Linked DNA regions of Hordeum vulgare: region 1 is linked to region 2. A link is a contact called in public Hi-C data. All regions are on one chromosome and are shown on one strand. The core of a region is the stretch at or near the end of the contact, and the rest is flanking DNA. Distances in the headings are between cores, read along the strand shown. Region 1 holds the start of LOC123395430. Region 2 holds the start of LOC123395793.

Evidence for each region. Hi-C and Micro-C count contacts between places; a contact is called where the count stands out from the background.
Region 1: a Hi-C map of leaf shows a contact between it and region 2, with 5 times the contacts expected there. The contact joins the promoter of LOC123395430 here to the promoter of LOC123395793 in region 2. A contact is called at or near these places in 4 of 6 Hi-C or Micro-C datasets (leaf and seedling).

What each region holds. Positions count from the first base shown.
Region 1 is chr5H:82,008,562-82,011,722 of MorexV3_pseudomolecules_assembly, reverse strand. LOC123395430 reads left to right here and starts at 1,316. Exons shown (of 2, transcript XM_045090430.1): 1 at 1,316-1,658; 2 at 1,738-2,246. The coding sequence starts at 1,379. The coding sequence ends at 2,120.
Region 2 is chr5H:81,814,323-81,817,387 of MorexV3_pseudomolecules_assembly, reverse strand. It overlaps LOC123395793, which reads left to right and starts at 1,568. Exons shown (of 18, transcript XM_045090826.1): 1 at 1,568-1,681; 2 at 1,871-1,910; 3 at 2,062-2,135; 4 at 2,791-2,856; 5 at 2,976-3,047. The coding sequence starts at 1,679.

The sequences.
Region 1 (3,161 bases), core at 67-2,566, 190 kb before region 2:
CCACCAGAACTACCGAATCAAATCAAACCAGTCAGGTTCTTGCGAAGCCAAGAATGTACAGGGAGGAGGATGACCTCCTCAACAAGCAAAACTCTGCTCGTCGGCAGCCATCGTCTTGACCCGGAGCTCGTGGTGGCCTGAGTGTGGCATCCCCACAACGTCTGCCATCACACTCCTTTGATCGGCGACAGCCATCGACGTCCATATAACCCCATCAGTGCACAAGGTCAATCCTATCTTTCTTCTTTCCATAAAAGAATCTGCAAACGATTCAACATTATTCAAAAATCAGCAGCTCACTTCTATTCATACAAAAATTGCATGTCACTTCATTCATGCAACGGTAGAAACACAGACCAACATTGTGACAAGGATGTAAAATTAAAACGAGAGAGAGCCTTGCTGCTGGAGGGGGTGGTTCCAGTCAACAAGATCTTGCTAGCGTGTGGATTGATGTGTAAGGTTTGTTACCCACACAGTTTGTGTGCTGGAGCAGGCCTGATTTGATTTGTGGACGACGAAATGGGACTATTCAACCTTAACTTTGACGAAGGATATGTGGAGTGGAGTGTGGGCACCAGCACAGAGAGCGACCGGTGGACGGCATTGACCAAAGACTCCAATAAGCTAGTGATGGACCCGTGCTATTGTTGTTTGACGCGGTGTCCGCACCGATGTCGTACTCGCCGGAGCTGAGCCGGATAATCGAGATCGAGAAATTAACCATCGAGACAGACGGAGCCACCAACGCGGCCGAGGGCGAGGGTTGGGTCGACAAACTCTTCGACCTCGATGACACCGTTGACACCATCGTAGCGGGGCTCAAGCGCTCGGAGGGTGGGCACCTACGCCGGCACGGCAGACACGTAGACAGTGAGCAACGAGGAGAAGAAATTGGGCCGCATGGGAGGTGGCGGGTGCATGTGGAGGAGGACCGAGGTTAGCCCCGAGGGAAGACCTCGCAGTGGTCATCGGCTAGTAGCAGGAGCGACGGCCATGGCAATTTTTCTTGGAAGAGAAGAGATCTGGGATTGGGAGGAGCAAGGAGGTTGCCGGGAGATGGGGGCGTGGGACGTGAATTCTGGTCATGGCCCGTTTTTTATTTGGTGCCCCTTTTCTCTCTTTTTTATTATCTCATGAGGAAAGTGGAATCGCTCCCCTTTAATAGTAGAGATACAAAAGGGAGACGGGTTGTCGTAGGAAGGGTGATGGGAATCGTTAGAGGTGGTTGAACCATCACGACGATAAGTTTTTTTTTTAATAATGAAGAAACGTTCTAGTTGTGGCCCACTATTAGCATGTCGTATCTTCCTTTTAGAAAAAAACGTCATACCGCATAGCAACCCTAGATCTATCCCGCACTTCGTCCTAACCTGCTATGGCGTCCGTCGCATTAAAGCTCTCACGGTCATGGGTCGCTTGGACAACCACCAATTCCGGCCGCTTCGCTCTTCGCCTACCCGGCGGCGATCTCGCTGGAAATACCACCATAACCGCCCGCTCGCGACAGTTACTTAGATCCCCAAACTCCGCCGCCGCCTCCACCAGCACCTCGGATTTCTTCCTCCGGCGCAGCATCACTACGCTCTCCTCCGGTGAGGACCCCCGTTCGCCTGTGGGCGCCGCACCAGATGACCTCGAGGATGAGTTCCGCCCTGGTAATCAATCAACCTCGGTATTCTTTGCACATCTTGCTCGGCAGCACACATTACAGTTTCCGTTTCTGTGATGACGCAGACCCGGACACCGTTCCCTACTTCGACGAGAAGGACCTCGTCTCGGACGAAACCCTGTGGGCTCTGTACGAGCGGTGGTGCCGCTTCCACGAAATGGCGCGCGACCACGACGAGATGGCTCGGCGATTTGGTCGCTTCAAGTTGAAGGCGCGGCATGTCTACGAGTTCAACAAATCGGGTAGGAGCTACACCAAGGGGCTCACCAGGTTCTCCGATTTGGAGCCAGGGGAGTTCTTCGCCCCTCGTCGTTGTCCGAGGACTCCGAGAATTGGCAGTCGTTTCTTCACCAACGACAGAGGTGAGGTGACGGCGATCTGTACCGACGGGCGTCTTGAAAAATACGAGGGCCCCGTTTGGAAAATCCGTAATGGTAAGCAGCCATAAAGAAACGCTTGTATACGCTAGAGCTAGTGGTATTTCATTATTGTAATAGGGAAACGTTTACGTACGACAGTCCGGCCGAACGCGTGTAGTCTGATGCGATTAGATCTAGTGGCTTGCATCCCGTCATACCCTTATCCCCTCGCGTGAGTTTCTGGCCACACGCGAGCACCCTTATCTCTCCGGAACGACCTTCTCCTCCCCCTCACCTTCTCTTATCTGTTGAGGGTGACCACCGGCCGTTGTCGTACGTTGACTTGATGCGGTGAGAAACTTTCTTCTCCCCGTGCTTCTACGAGCATCTCGTTCCCCAGCCAAGCTTTTCATGGTTTTGCCGATGGTGTCGCGTCGCCGGGGGAGGCCCTCGAGTTAGTGCTGCAAGCGGAGGCGTTTGTGGATATGGGGCTGCTGCTGGACGGCCATGGCAAAACCATTTTTTACGCTTATGCTACAACCGTTGTTAAAAAAAGCTTTAAACCCAGATGAAAAAGCTTCAACCAGGTATATAAAAAGTTGCAAGCGGTCATTGACATGATGGGATGCTACAACCGTTGACATAAAATGCTACAACCGTTGATAAAAAAAGCTGCAACCAGACATATAAAAAATTGCAAGCGGTCATTGCCATGGTGAAATGCTACAACCATTGACATAAAATGCTTCAACCGTTGATGAAAAAAACTCCAACTGAAACAATACAGAGCGCATTAACCGAGCGTTGCTAAAAGATAATAGTTGCAACCCTTTACAGAAAAACTTCGACCGTAGAGGGAAAAAATTTCAACCATTGAAAGAGAAAGCTACAACCATACACTGCACAATCAAAAAAGTTGCAACTGTTCTAAAAAAGCTTCAACCGTATGTGTGAAAAGCTTCAACGAGCGGTGACGAGGGGAAAAAATCCTCTTCTACAAGCAACGAGCTTCACAACAACACAAACACCGACGAGCGGTTCCGACGAGTACACTGGCGAGCGCGCCGATGAGCGGCTCCGGCAAGCAAGCCGACGAGCAACTCCGAAGAGCAAGCCGACGAGCAGCTCCG
Region 2 (3,065 bases), core at 319-2,818:
TTCAACCATGTTTGCATGAAAGTTACCAAGTGGCAACTTTATACCAGTACCATGGCAATTGTATTAATGACTACATGTCAACTTTTAATATGACTATTTTCACCATAACCTACACATATGAGATCTAGTATCCAAGCTTTGGTCAAGACAAAGGTGACAGTGGAGAAAAATCATAAACCGGATACACAATTTAACAGTTAAACACTTTAAAGTTTGTGAAGTACCATTGAAAGCACTAATGTCACCATGTACCTCCCCTGCATGCATGCATGAGTTGTGTTAACACCTCCACCGAGTGAACATTCTTTCAGCATGAGCACTTTGTCAAAACTATGTGTAAATAAACATAACAAAAGATATGGATACATTTGAGGCGTATGAACTACATATATCATTTTTTAGGAATATTCACAAAAATACCCAAACTAATACATTATATAAATGAATAGAAAAATATTTTCACCCAAAAAGATCTTTCTAAAGACTTCAGGAAGTTTAAAATAATATCAAGAACACATATTATTTATACATGACCAAAATATAAAAAAATGGTGAAACACTGATATTCTTGTTAAATTGAGGGAGGAATGTTATCTAAATAAAATGATATAATGAAAAAAGTATGAAAATTTGAAACTGTCATGAAACCACATGTTAAATACTTTTGAAATCCATCATACAATTGAAGCATGTTAGAAAAAATTGAAATCATTGTGAAATGCGTGTGGAATTTTTTTTGAAATTGATTAATATAATTGAAATTGGTTGACATATGTCTGGAATAACTAGAATGTGTGTGAACAGTTATGAATTAAAGTTGTAAAATATTACCAAACATTTGAAAATTGTGTGAAATGTGATATCTGTGAAATGTCTTTGGATTGGTTTTGAAATGATTGAAATATGACTAATTTAAAAAAAACATGGGTGAATATCTATGAATTGCATTGCAATCCTATGTGGAACACTAACGAGTCACCACAGTAAATGAATATTCAATAAAAAAATATGTACCATTTTTATGTGGCTATGAGAATCATTTTGATTTTTTGAAATCTAGGAATTGATTTGAATTTTGTTTAAAAATAATGGCTTCATTTAACCATATACCGAAAATCAAAATAGAAATAAAAAAGGGAAGACAACTAACAACTAATTGGGCACCTTAAGCGTAGTGGGTGTGCGTTAGTTCATAGTTGGATGGAGTCCCCCATATGGCGGCTCCATTCGAAACTATTTTGCGCCCATATGCCTCTCTAAGCACATACATAATCATCGTGTCCCTTGCCGTTGTATAAATAGGAGGAATGAAGCTTAAAACATTGTACATTGCTTTTTTTAGGGGGGGGGGTGCATTGCTCTTGTTCATTACACTTCAACATTTGATACAAACATCTCTCATTTGCAGCTAAAAAAAACATCTCTCATTCTTTGAAAAATAAAACAAAAGAACGGAGGCCCACACCTGTAACCTTGCCGAGACGGGCCGGACGGTACGCTTTCCGACATGCCAGGCCGCGCGGGGCCGGCTGGTTATAAAACCACAGCCGTCTCTCTCTCTCTCTGAAAGAAAAAGGCGAACCGATAGATAATTCGGGCAAAATATAAAGGGGAAAGGAGAAAGCTCCCTGCGCTCTGTTGTGCGTGTCGTCTCGGCTGAAGAAGAGAAGAGCCAAAAATGGTACTACTCGGAACCCACTCCCCGAACCCGTGAATTCCCGCCGCGTTCCTCGATTCCTTTCGCGCAGGCGCGGCCGGATTCGACGCCGCGCGGCGCCGGAGGCCCGCCCGGTCGTCGCGGCGCTCGGTTCGGTGCAGGTTTCGCCGGGATAACCTCGTCTCTGATTTTCTTTTTTCCTGGGGATTTCAGGACAGGAGGGCGGCGTCGCATGGGGATTACGACGAGCAAGGTGAGGCTGCTGGGCTTATTTTGTATTTCGCCTAGCCTGTTGCGGATAAGCTCGCTCGAGCGAATCTGTTCTGGGATTTTGGGATCTGATTCCGGTTGTGGATGTGCGCTTGCGCGCGTGCATTGGATGGCGTGCTGGTGTATGTGTGCAGACCGGCGAGTGAAAGGCGCCGAGGTGTTCGTCGGCGGGTTGCCGCGGTCGGCGACGGAGGGGACGCTCCGAGAGGTTGGTCATGTCTACAGCCATCAACACCCACCTGCGTATGAGGTGTTGCTTGTTGGTATTATGAAAATTCAGGAACGGTGTACTGCAATAAGGACGGATTAATACCTGAAATGCTTACATTCCTGATGATTTGTAGAAGCCATGTTATGGAACAGCATATGGTTAGCTGAATAACTGTGTTGGCAGTATGTATTGTTTATCCCCACCTGTTAGTTTTCTGCAGTCCAACTGGGAATGACCAGCTGGTTTGTAGGTTAATCTGAAAACCTTCTAATGCCACCTTTACTTGCCAATTTTAACTGTGGATGTTGTGTAAGACATGCCAACCAAATCAATTCTATTGGCACACCTAAACCATGTTTTGTATCTACCAGAAGCTTAACTGGTTCTGTAATTTTTGGATGTGGCTTGGTAAATCTGTCTGCAGGTGATATTGTCGTGCTCTAGTTAGTAATAACAGAAATATGTAGTACTGCAATGGTTAGAATTTTTGCTCAATTATTGGTTATTGGACCGCTGAGCTTTAAGTATATTTTCTCCATTGTAAATTAATAATAGTCACATAGTTGGTTCGTTAACTTTCGTCTATTCGTGTAAAAAAGCATGTTTTTTTTTCATTTCGACATATTTGTTGGACTGACCATTTCATCAGCAGATATTTTCTACCTGTGGTGAGATTGTTGACTTGCGCATAATGAAGGATCAGAATGGTGTTTCCAAGGTCTGATTTTATTGCAACTCTTACGACATTGCAATAAATGTTTCGATTCTTCAGACGTAATCTATTGAGAACCTTTTATCAGGAAATTTATCAACATTATTTTTCCCGAACTTCCTCAGGGATTTGGATTTGTGCGATTTGCAGAAAGGGAGTGTGCTTATATTGCTAAAAGGCAAAAGAATGGGGTTGAGGCAAGAACACCAAACTTC